2 separate regions of the Mus musculus genome follow, and region 1 is linked to region 2. The links are chromatin contacts, called in public Hi-C maps. All regions are on one chromosome and are shown on one strand. Each heading gives the region's core, a stretch centred on a gene start, on an enhancer-like site or on the middle of the called end of the contact. The rest is flanking DNA. Distances are from core to core; before and after follow the strand shown.

What was found. Hi-C and Micro-C count contacts between places; a contact is called where the count stands out from the background.
Region 1: a Hi-C map of the N1E-115 cell line shows a contact between it and region 2, with 6 times the contacts expected there. The contact joins the enhancer-like site here to the promoter of B3galt1 in region 2. A contact is called at or near these places in 4 of 484 Hi-C or Micro-C datasets (the N1E-115 cell line, cerebral cortex and forebrain), 3 of 115 datasets of contacts at active chromatin or transcription factors (the 230-238 cell line and neural progenitor cells) and 3 of 9 other capture datasets (adipose tissue, liver and pancreatic islet).

The regions. Positions count from the first base shown.
Region 1 is chr2:67,745,095-67,751,098 of GRCm38.p6, forward strand. It overlaps B3galt1 (UDP-Gal:betaGlcNAc beta 1,3-galactosyltransferase, polypeptide 1), which reads left to right. Exons shown (of 6, transcript NM_001379327.1): 2 at 3,066-3,210. Among named protein-coding and RNA genes, the nearest start is that of Mir6335, 33 kb to the right of the region's middle. Within about 2 kb of position 2,802, at least 2 of the 459 cell types and tissues checked have an H3K27ac peak or open chromatin away from gene starts, as enhancers often do. A contact at or near this core is called in the N1E-115 cell line, where this site is marked.
Region 2 is chr2:67,563,434-67,569,670 of GRCm38.p6, forward strand. It overlaps B3galt1 (UDP-Gal:betaGlcNAc beta 1,3-galactosyltransferase, polypeptide 1), which reads left to right and starts at 2,256. Exons shown (of 6, transcript NM_001379327.1): 1 at 2,256-2,601.

The DNA.
Region 1 (6,004 bases), core at 1,552-4,051, 180 kb after region 2:
GTGACCATGTGAGAATCATAAGAAAATTTAAAGATGTCTCTACTATAATTATGTATATCATGTGGCTTGAGATCGAGAAGCTGTAAGTGTCTATGTTTGCAAGATTGCTCACATTTTATAATCTCGACACCGTAATTTCTTTAAAGCCTTTCCAAGTGACCATATACATGAATATATGAGTATCAAAGAATGACCAGGAAACACACATAGCTTATTGTTAAAAACTGAGGAACATGAGAAATAGAAGTTGGGAGAAAAGCAAATATATGTGAAAATACTAAAAAGGCATTCCGTTAATCATTAAATCATTAAGTATCTCTCTTCTAATCATTTGCCTTTTCATTGTGTATCAAATTTGTTTTCATTTGAAAGAGCATCTTCTGCATCTCACTCTGGCCTTGAATATGTGTTTTAGCTGAGGCTTACCTTGAACTCTTGATTCATCTGTCTCAGATTCCTCTGTTCCTTAACTGCAGACTTGTACTACAACATCTGCTTCTCTAGTAAACAATATTTTTCAAATTACATACTTTTCTTAAATATTAAATATGTGAAACTTATATGAGATTTTTTTTCAGCTTGTCACAAACAAGTAAGAAAAAAGAAATTACCTTTTGACATTGACTGTTTTATTCCAAGTTGTCTAGAATCTCAGGCAGTTTGGATTCAAGTGGCCATTTTAATTATTTTATTTTATTTTATTTTATTAATTTATTTCTCTTTTCCATTTGTTTGTATACACACATGTTGTAAACAAATGCTCATATGTATGCTCACACTGGAGTGTTGTCTACAAAACTAGGGCAATAGAAAGTTACAGGCTTGGTGAGCCACATTGTGGTACTGGGGGTGGAACTCTGGTCCTCTGCAAAAGCAATAAATACTCTTAACATCTGAGCCATATCTCTTGCAGTTTCAAGTAGCTACCCTGCCAAAATAATGTTAGACACATACTACATTTTCTGACCAGAGTTTGGGCAATCGGAGATCAGAAAGAAGGCAATAGTTAACTCAGTTTAGAAAGCTTATTATTCAGTAGTAGACTTCTTACCAAAAGCTAATTTTTAAACTAGACTTTTTATTAGTGTATTCTTTCTTCACTTATTCTTTCAAATATTATGTTGCCTTTTTTCTTCTTGATATTAAATACTATCCCAAGAATTGGGGAGTTAGTAATTTAATTACATGGTTCATACTTAATTTTAACATAATTATATTATTTCATCTTTTTAATCTTACAACGACTCCTCCCTCTTAGCAAGAATGTCAAAGAAATTGGTTCAAAACCCAAAAGGGCCTGAGAGATTTTGTAATCCTAGCTGGCTATGGAAAGTTTTCATTTTCTTTAAAAAGGGTTTTGTTCCCAAAGGGGCTTTATTTAAAAGTGTTGTGGAGGAGTGGATGGTGTTGACCTGCAAGAGTTTAATATAAGTTTAGACCATTCTGTCATTCTTATTATTTAAGTATTAGACTGATAAATATATTTATTATTAGACTATTAGTCTCTTTTCCAATATGGTTCATATGTCAGATGTTGTCAGTCCCAGCTTGGACTTGTAAAGTGTATACAGGGTGCTGTTTGTTTAGAGTGCCCTGAGTATCCCTCAATGGCAGCAACATTGCCAGCACCTGTCTTCCCAGCTGGCTTTTGCTCACAGGAAAGAAAGTAGCTTAACACCACTTTGGCCTCCTGGACAGCTGTATATAAACTGCCTGAGGTTATAAAAGGCCTAAATTCTGTTGTAAGAAAATAACATCAAAACAACAAAAATGGTCTTCAGTGGATGAGCCAAGTTTGGGTTTAGAAACAATTGCTGTTTTTGATTCTGTAAAAGTGGGAATGTGCTTCATTCAGTGGGAGCATGGTGTGTATGGATTGGTCTGAGGATTTTTGGTTATGCCTTTTCTGAGTCTCTGCTCACTTGCTGTTAAGAGTCCCGTATGTGTGTATGTGTGTATGTATGTGTGTATGTATGTATGTATATGTGTATATGTCTGTCTGTCTATCTATCTATCTATCTATCTATCTATCTATCTATCTATCCTTAGAAGAAGCATTTGAAAAAAGTCACAAAACTCATATCTCTATGCTAAAAGCTCTCACAGAGAGCTCATTTGATAAAGCAAGCAGACTAGCAGGTATGGTTTTAGATTTGGAAACAACCTGGGCATCCTTATATCTCCAAGTTTCTGCATAGCTACACTTTTGATGTTCCCTTGCATCCACATAATACTCGGAATGGTTATGTAAGTATAACAGGTTGGGAGATTTTGGAGCTACAAAATTATATGCTCCACTGCAAGTCTCCCTTAAAACATATTTTTTATGACATAAATATTTAAGGCTGTAAAGGGTGGGTTTGGCTAGAATTACTAAGGAACTCCACAAAGCAGCTTAAGAGACTTTCCAAGAATAGCTTGTGGATAATGGATTCATCGAATTGAATTAGAGCAGTCTGTGTGTTTGTTGTTGTTGTTGTTCCAAAAATGGACATATGGAATGTGTTTTAATATGGAAGAGTGTCTTACAGAGTGGTCCAGTCACTCAGGTTAACATTGCTACAAGATTGGTAGAGTGCTTGGGATTCCACTAGAGAAATTAGGTTGGAAAGAAGAAATAGAATTTAGGTGCCACAGTGTGTTAGTCCACCTCAGAGATGAGTAAAATGGCAAGTTAAATCTAAATGCATATGTAGTGAGTGAAACATTCCTAAGAAGTGATTATGATCCTTGGGTCATACATGACGTAAAGAAAGAAAAGAGATTTTGTCGTTCTTCTTGTTTTGTTTTCCAAGACATGGTTTTTCTCTGTACCCTGGATGTCATGGAAATCACAATGTAGACCACATTGTCCTCAAATTCAGAGATCATTCTGCCTCTACTGGAATTAAAGGCATAAAGCATCACAGCCCAGCAGAAAAGGGCTTTTTAAGTGTTCTCCAGATGCAAATTTTTGTACAGCAGCTTGATAAGATATGTGGAAAATTTATTCAGTGTCAAAAAGAGAATCTGAACAACACACAGCACAGTGTTCATGTTTGTTATGTGTTTTCTCTTCCTCATAGATCTGTTAGAGCCACGTCAAGGACTGCTGTGTCCAGGAGTGGAGAAAGGCTTATGTGAGACAAGAGACTCTACTGTCAGAAGAAAGCAAATGATTTCATCATAGGTAACAGCTGACTCCTATCTTCAGTTTTGTGTTCCTCGAAGGTTAGTGAAACTTGCATACAGATGGATAATGTCCCGGGAAACATTAAGATGCTCAGGGTTTGGTTATAACATGTTTGCTTTCATGATTATCATCTTTACTGTGAAGTGGGTTCTGACGCCAGTGCTCAGCAGATACTATCTTCACATTTGAATTAGGGTGACGTGGTAAAGCAAGAATCCTTGCAAAGCAGTAAGCTCGACACTTCGGATGTAAGTCAACAGTAGGAAGGACTGTCACAGTTTTTTTCATGTGATACCTAGGAGCCTGCTCATAGGAACAGTCAACTGGCATCACCAAGAAGCTCCAGGGCTGACACTGATCAACCTTAGTACGCTGGCATAAGACAGAGAACTGCGAGTTCTATTGACGAGCACTAGACATTATGCTTTTGAATACTTCACACATTTCCCTGTTTTTTAAATAACCTTTCATAATAGGACTCCTGATTTAGACGAATTTATTAACCAAAAATAATTCGGAGTTTCCATTTTCCGTAGAGTTAGTTGCATCTAAACATCGACTCTAATCTTAATCTTTTCTTGAGAAATTTGAGCTTAGTATTCCTCCCTTCATCTCAAGTGTATGCTCCTTTGGAGAGATCACGGGCATAGCTTAGTGTCTACAAGATCTCTTCTACTCTGGCTCTGAAATAGCTCCCAGCAAAGTCTGTCCTAAAGGTGTTGAAGATACTCTGTTGTCTATCCTACTTGGGTTTTGTTTTTGTTGTTGTTTGTTTGTTTGTTTTTAGAATCATTTCCACACTCAAGCCACTGTAGATGAGTCTTCAGTCTGTTATCTTTGTGATCATTCAACAAAGGCTAGTGGTTTCAATGATGCAGGGCACAATGCAAACCCTGACTGAATTCATTAGTATACAGAGCTTCAGACTCATAAGATCTGAACACTGTTTCCTCTGCTTTCTTAGCTTCCACTTAAGTAATAGGAGCTGTCAACCTGCGGTATTATAATGAAATATGCAGAAAACATCCTCATCGCAAGTTAGACATTGTGGTACCTTAGCAATACTTTTACCTTATCCTGGTTTGCTTTACCAGATTCTGTGATTTTATTTTGTTTGCTTTGTTTGTTTGTTTTGTTTTATTTTCTTTCTTTCTTTCTTTCTTTACACAGGCTGTCTTTCATTTAAGACAGGTTTATGGTTAGAGAAAAGTTAATTTTGAGAATTCAGAGAATTTCTGTGTGTGACCTTCCCCAACACATACAGGTTCCACTGTTACAGACATCCTGTATTTGTGTAATACCTTGTTATAATTGATGACCTCATATTAATACATTCCTATGTTCCCCATTATAAAATGATTCCCTGCTGCTATGTCTTTTCTGTAGGTTTGGAAAACTATGTAATCACATATTTGCATATTTGCATATATACACTGCCCTAACATTTTCTGTTCCCCTGACAATATTTTCTGCCTTCCATAATTTTGCCCCTTCCAGAATGTGATATAACCTGTGTCATACCACATGTAGGCTTTTCATATTGATTTCTTCCATTTGGCAAAGGTGTGTGTGTGTGTATGCAACCATGTGTATGTGTGCTAGTGTATATGTGCACATGTGTGCATACATATATGTATGTGTATGTGTGTGCATGTATGTGTGCTTGTGAGATCATAGATGATATTTTAATTATTATAGTTTATCCATTCATCATATTATGCTCAAATTAGCTTTGAAAGCTGCTAGACAGGCAGTGGTGGCACACGCCTTTAACCCCAGCACTTGGGAGGCAGAGGCAGGTAGATTTCTGAGTTCGAGGTCAGCCTGGTCTACAGAGTGAGTTCTAGGACACCCAGGGCTATACAGAGAAACCCTGTCTCAAAAAAAAAAAAAAAAAAGGAAAGAAAGGTTCTTGAGAAAATGCTGAAAACATTTGTTTTCATACTTGTGAGAACCGGTTTTCAACTCAACTCACTCATATGTCTACCCAAGGAATATGATGACTAAATAATCTATTAATTATATAGGATTTTTAAAAGAAATTACCAAACTACAGCTTAAAGCAGCTGTCCCATTTTATACTCCCAGCAGCCTTGTGAGCAAGTTCCTGCTGGTCCTGGTCCTTACAGACCTTCCCTGTTGACATTTCATTCTGTGTCACCAGTGTAATGGAGACAGCTTGCTTTCCCATTGTCTATGTTTGAATAGACTTAGTTACACTTTAATTTTATTAAAAAGAGACCTTGCTTACCTAGGAAACTCTGGACACCTAGCTGATAGTATCTTCTTGAGGATTTATTAGGGAATAACATTGATTAAGAATTTAACCTTCTTTCCTGGGCCTTGCCAGTTGTTATAATTCTATTTTGTGAGGTTCATGTGTTTGTTATAAACTGTTATAACAGTTTGACCTATTGTTTATTGCCATGATTGGCAAAGACTCTTTTAATAATAAATTATTGTAATTAAAATATGTACAGTTCATAACCAAAATATGCATTTTCTGTGGATCTTCATTAAAATAAACCATGCTTGATGCTACTCAAGCTAGGTTTCTGCCATGAACAGTATTACATGTGATGCCATGCCACTTAGAATATACCCAGTCATATGATCTGGAAGATAAGTAGGACTGGGCATAGATAATCCTCATATGGGAGACATCTAATTAGACTTACCTGTGTTTGCTATAGATAGCCCCAAACTTTCAATGATTCAGCTATGATATTCAAACATTTATGATGGTGTGAAATTAAGTCACATCAGTTTATACTTATTCAGCAATTATAATTTCAGTCTGAACACCTTTACATGGGGATGTTGAGAAAACGA
Region 2 (6,237 bases), core at 1,006-3,505:
TTTTGTTAGAGATTTTTCTAAATGGTAACTGCTTTTGTAACAAATGCACTTTTGTACTTTTAATTTTCTGTGTTCATGTGTGGGGTTGTGGGTGTGGAAGTGTACCCTAGAGAGGATGAGTTCTCTCCTAACACGTGGGTCTCTGGGTTGAGATGGGATGGTCAGGCTTAGAGGTATGCGATTTTCCTTCTGCGCTTTCTCACCAGCTTCTTATTGCTTTTGGACTTTCTAACTTTAAGATCTGTTTATTTTTTCAGAGATTAACTCTTCCCTCCACATTTTTGAATATATTACACGTTTACTTTTCTTTCCTGAGCTTCCTTCTTACATGGTTTGTTCCTTGGATAGTCTGTGAAGATACTGTTTTTTTTTTTTTATGCAATAGGAACACATATATGTACTTCTCTCTCTCTCTCTCTCTCTCTATATATATATATATGTGTGTATGTGTGTATACATGTATATATATGTATGTGTTTATACACACACACACACACACACACACACACACACATATATATATATATATATATATATATATATATATATATATATATATATATTTTAAACGAGAAGCCATGTCAAGACCGTCATATTAAAAAGAAACCAAAGGAATAGGGTCTACATGTCAGCTTTTAACTGTAAAGAAATGGGATTACTGTCAGCACAGCCAGTTTGGAAAGGGATGGCCTAGCAAGATGGGTCAACTGGCTGAAGAGGAGGAAGGCACAGAAAACAGCAAAGGTCTGAATATTCTCTATACTGAAAACGTGGTAATAGTAGGCAAGTCTGTTGCGTAGTGAGCATCTTCTTTTTCTAAATGGTAACAAGTCCAAGAAGTTTGTGCATGGCTTGTTCTGGAAATCAAATAATAATTCTCACTCTGTCTGTCTGTCTGTCTGTCTGTCTGTCTGTCTCTCTCTCTCTCTCTCTCTCTCTCTCTCTCCCTCTTTCTTCTCTCTTATTTTTCTCCCTTCCCTCCCTCTCTCCCTCCCTCTCTTCCTTTCTAAAAAGGTAAATGAAGAAAAGAGTGGTGTTGATTGCAAAAACAATCGAGCCCCTTAATAACTAGCAACATGAATAACAGCATAGAAATAAAAAGAAAGGATCATACCGAGTAACAAAGTCATTTTTATCAGAAAATGATGTAGCTATGATTTTTTTCTTTTAAAAACACTCACAAAAAGCATTGTGAGGTGACTTTTACTGTCTCCATTGGAGAACAAGGGTCATTTGGAGACTGTCCCTTTCTTCTACAAGCCTTTGTGTAAACAGTTTTAATTTTGTTTTCCTTGTTTCTAGAAATTAAGTGCGGAAGCTTTTAAGTAGTCCTCTGGGCTGTTTTGATGGCGATTTTGGCATAACTGCACTGGAAAATTAAAATACTCTACAAGGAAAGATTATTAGTGTTTGAGGGAAAGATTAGGACAGGCAAGAAAGGTTTCTGTTTCCGTTTCCTATCAAACATTGTCACTTAATGTTCAGTCACATTCGCACACGAACTCTTAAAGCAAAACCTCTTGGATCAGTTAGGCTTGATGCTCTCCATATGAGTAAATAAAACCAACGTGCAAGGGCTAGGTAATTAACTAGCCTGCTCACACAGTCACTGTTTGGTTTCCTTTGGTTTTGTTTGGTTATTTTCCCGTAGTGGTTGTTCTGCGGGGTTGACGTTTCTATGGAGAGCAAACATGAAAGGTCCACTCTGCAAGGAACTTTGAAAAACGTTCCTCAATGTATCTCCTTCCTTGGACATCTCCAGGCTGATCACTAGTGGAGGTACCACTTTTCAGCTGCCAAACCTAGAAGGACGGGGGCGCTGTCTGGTGACTTTGCTTGCTTCCTTCAAGGCGGCGACCACCTCCAGGGATTCGCTCTCCAGTAGCGCCGCTTCTACTCGGGTCCCAAGACCTCTGCATAGTGATGCCAGGACACTGAACCTCCGTGCCAAGGCTCTGGGGACAGTTACCCGGGAGTGTCGGGTCATGCCAAGATGCTCTTCGAGGGTAGACAAAAAGCGCCCGGGGTCCACATTTGTGGGCCGGGCTTCTTCCCTGTGTCTTGGGCTTGGGCTTCGGGGCCCAAGTCCCCCACCCGTCGCCCCAGCCCTGCCTCCCCCTCCATCCCACACCCCAGCAGCATCCTCTCCCGGAAACAAGCCTGCTGAGCAAAGGCGGAGGCAAACCTTGGGCCTTCCGCTCTGATTGGTCTCCCCCCGCCGCGCGGGGCGAGGCGGCGATTGGCTGCCGGGCGTTGTCAGTCGCCGAGGCCAGAACCGTCGCCGGGGAAGCGCAACCCGGCTCCGGTGCTCCGGCTGCCGCCGCGGCTGCTCGGCTGGTGCAGCTGAGCGAGCCCGCGCGGGCGCCGCTGCCGCCTCCGCCGCCGTCCACCGCGCGCTGCCAGCACCGCGGGGCTTGCAGGAGGCCGCCGGGAGGGGCGGGCGCGCGAGCTGAGCACGAGGAGGCGGAGGCGGGGGAGAAGTGATGCTGGCGCCAGGGATCCGGGCAGCGGCAGCGGAGAATAAGCATCTTCGGGACCCCGGCTGCAGCGTCCCTGTGGCCCGCGGGCCAGCAGAACGGCCAGAGACGGCGCGTCCCGCGGGTAAGGTGCGGCTCTCCAGACCGCCTTGTAATCTTGGGGTGCTTACAAGCTCCTAGTGGCCGGAGCATCCGGACAAGGATGTTTGGGACCTAGACAGCGAGTTCTGCTGCCTGGCCAGGCTGATGCTCGCGCCGGTGCGGCTTCAGCTCCTGCCTTCTGGCTTAGGCAGTGACAGACTTTGACAGCGCGTGGATGGCATTGTGTGTGAGAGAGTGTGGGTATGAGTGTGCGCGCGCACACGCACGAGGTTTGGGGCACTTTGAAAGGAGAGGAGTAGGTCCCCTTTATGTAGACTGATGTCCTTCAAGGATCCGGGCTGGAATGAACAGGATGTTTTGAGCGCGCTGGGACGGAGAACTCGGTGCATTGAAAAGTCTCCTCTGGCATAGAAGGAGCCGGGCAAATTGAACTTTATTGCCTTAATGAAAAGGAGCCCTTGGGTCTAGCGCGCTGGGGGAGAAGCGCATTCACCGAGGCTCCCCAAAGTCTCACTTTACGCCAGGGACTTTGGAGCAGAAAGTAATGGTTGATCAGCCTTGCTGAAGCAAAGAGAAGTTGATAAGGGGCGAGGGCCAGAGGCTAGGCTTGGGGACTGGCCACTTATAGGTGGCAGAAACCCCGCGTGGGAGGCTCAGTTCACTTTTCAGGAGCGCAGATTTGGGGTGAAATGAATTCCACTCCAGAGGACTACGCCTTTGAGCTAAGGTGGTCGCAACTGGACAAATGGGCAGAGGTGGAGTGGTGCTAGTGCGGACATTGGAGGAATGTCCTGGAGCAGGCACTTCCTCCCTCGCAGCCCTGACAGGTGTGTCATCGTGTTTGGGACTGGTGTGTCCTGGGACAGATACTGGGAGAGCGGCTGCGCAGTCAGAAACTTCAAGCCTGCTGGGGTCTGGGCTACCAGACTTGGAACACGTTAATTCAAAGGGAACCAGGTTTTTATATCCAGCTTCTTCCAGGACATATGCTGATTTTTGTTTTTGTTCTTTTTGTTTTTCTTACATGTTCCGTTTTGTAAAGCCATTTCAAGTTCCACTTACACTGCAACCTTTCCGCAGAAGACCAATTATGCTCTGCTATTTCTGAGTAGTGCTCTCAGGCTGAGTCTAGAGCTCGCTGCTCAGGACAGTGATTCCCCCATCCCTGTATAGGACGCACAAACTTAACGTTAGAGACTTTTCTCTGGGATCTATTGTCTCCGTAAGGATCTCTCCTTTCGAAACTTCATGAGATATTTCAGCACCAAGGCACTTTCCCCTCTCTGGCTCAGCCCGGGAAAGACTGTGACCAGAGATGGGATTGCAGGAAGCTGTAGAGGTGGGGAGGGCAGCTCCCCTGCCTGGCAGGGTTGGGAAAACCAAAAACTGGCTCAACACAGGGATCTGGGATCTTGAACTGCCTACACCAATTTCCCTGTTTGAAGCTGGGTTATCTGTTGGGGAATCTAATGGGGATTCTGTTGTCCGACCACTGGACAAATTTCATAGACCACCACCACCACAACAACAATAACAACATGCCAGAGTGAGAAACAGCTTTGCTTGGGCTCCTTTCTGGTTTGCTTGAATAGTGAAAACGAAAGTATGGCACCCCAGAGGAATAGTGTGGGCAGCAAGGAGGGATCTGTGCAAAACCCCCATCTTTGTAGTTTGCAAAACCTAGCTATGTTATTCTAAAAAGAGATGAGCAACTTCCAATAAAGAGGTAGCGGTGTTAATTTTATTTCTGAAGCTTTATTAGAAATTGCTACTGAATATTTGTTTTTAACAGTCATGATTTCTGGCTCCAAAGCCTCTTTTTCTGATATATTTATAAGGTGTATGTTGTTAGATTTGTAGTCAAGATTCACCTGCCTCCAGATGATTTTTTTTAATTATAACAACTTTTAAATTATTACAACATTCAGGACTTTATGGATGTTATTAACATACTAAATGGTTACTTTTAGTTTGTGGGAATTTTTTTTTTACACAAATCTGTGAGCTGACAAAAATATGTCTTTGTCCATGATGGCTTAGTATGAAGGTACTAAGTTTAAAATGTGGTACACATTATTGATAAAAAATTCCAAAGAAACTTAAATCCAAATGAATTAAATAATACCGTCCAATATTAAAGATGGAACTTCTTGGAAGAATTTTAGCATTTGGCTAATAAAGTGCTTTTCATGTTGTTATCAAGTAACTTCTAAGTAGATTGTATTATATATAAGGGTAAGTTGCATGTCTTAGAATACAATAATGTACTTATTTTATGGTGGCCTTTTAAAGGGGGGTTTCTACTTTGAAAAATAATTCCTTTTGGAGAAATAAATTTTAAGAACAATGAGAGTAAATATATTAAAGCTCAGAGAGTGATGTGCATGTCCATAAATTAGGACAGAAGTAGAAGCATGCTTATGTGCAGGCACAGTGACACTGGCCATAAGGGTAGGGAGGAGGAGACAACACCTTTTGTTGGTAGCAATGGGTGGAATAGCTGCTAGTTTCTATAAGCAATTAATGTTCTTCCAAGTCTTCAAATTTACTTCAATTATGGCATGCTTTGCCTCAAGGAAGCCCATGAGCTTAGACTGCCTTATATTCTAGACAAATTTTACTAACTCCACTAAAGGTCAAGTTGTCAAATCTCCAAGCCACCAAATTCTCTCTTGGACATCTATCAAATTTTAATTTTAGCGTTTACTGATTAATTCTTCTAAAAAGGTCACGGTTTGTATGACAAACAGTGCAATAGGTCCCCATTAACTTATGAAACCGAACATGTATGTTAAATAATCAAAATAAGAATGTATTCATAAAATATCATCACAGGAATTATCTTGCAGAAAATTCTTTGGGGGGGGGTGAAGTCAATCTTTTTCTAAAACTAAGAATTTTAGCAGAGTTGCAAATCCCAACCAGTAGTAAATCAGAAAGTTATTTTTATCCTATCATTGTTTGACTATCCTTATCTCTTTTCATGCCTGCATGCTTGTGTGTGCTACACACACACATACACACACATACACATACACATACACCCACACATACACACATACATACACACACACATACACACACACATAGACACACACATACACACACACACACATACACACACACATACACATACACCCACACACACATGCTAGGAGAAATATGACTGCAACACATTTGAAACATATTTACAAGTCCATTTTGTAGGATAATTATTATTCATTTGGCAATATTGTCAACCCTTTTAGTAATCTGTTATTGATTATGATGCTGTCTTAGTCAAGTAAATTTTAGTAAATTGTACTTTGTTCCTATTGTGTGGGTGAATGTTGTTGCAGGTGTTAGCACTTTATCATGGAATAAAGACGGAGACAACTGCCATTCTGTGCTATTTCAGATAAATAGATCATGATGAAAAATAACAAGGAAAACTAGTATCTTGATCTTCTACCAACATGTATTTTCTACACCCTTACTCAGTCTTTTTCCATTTACTTACCTCTTAGACCAACACACACTGATTCATGTATCCTTATCAAGGACTTGAATTAGTGTTGAGCTATCAATCAGTCATAAACCTAAACCCAGGATTGTGAGTCTTGAAGCTCTGTACGAAGCCCGCAAGAGCATGCACTGACCATGAGTGAGAATGGAGCCA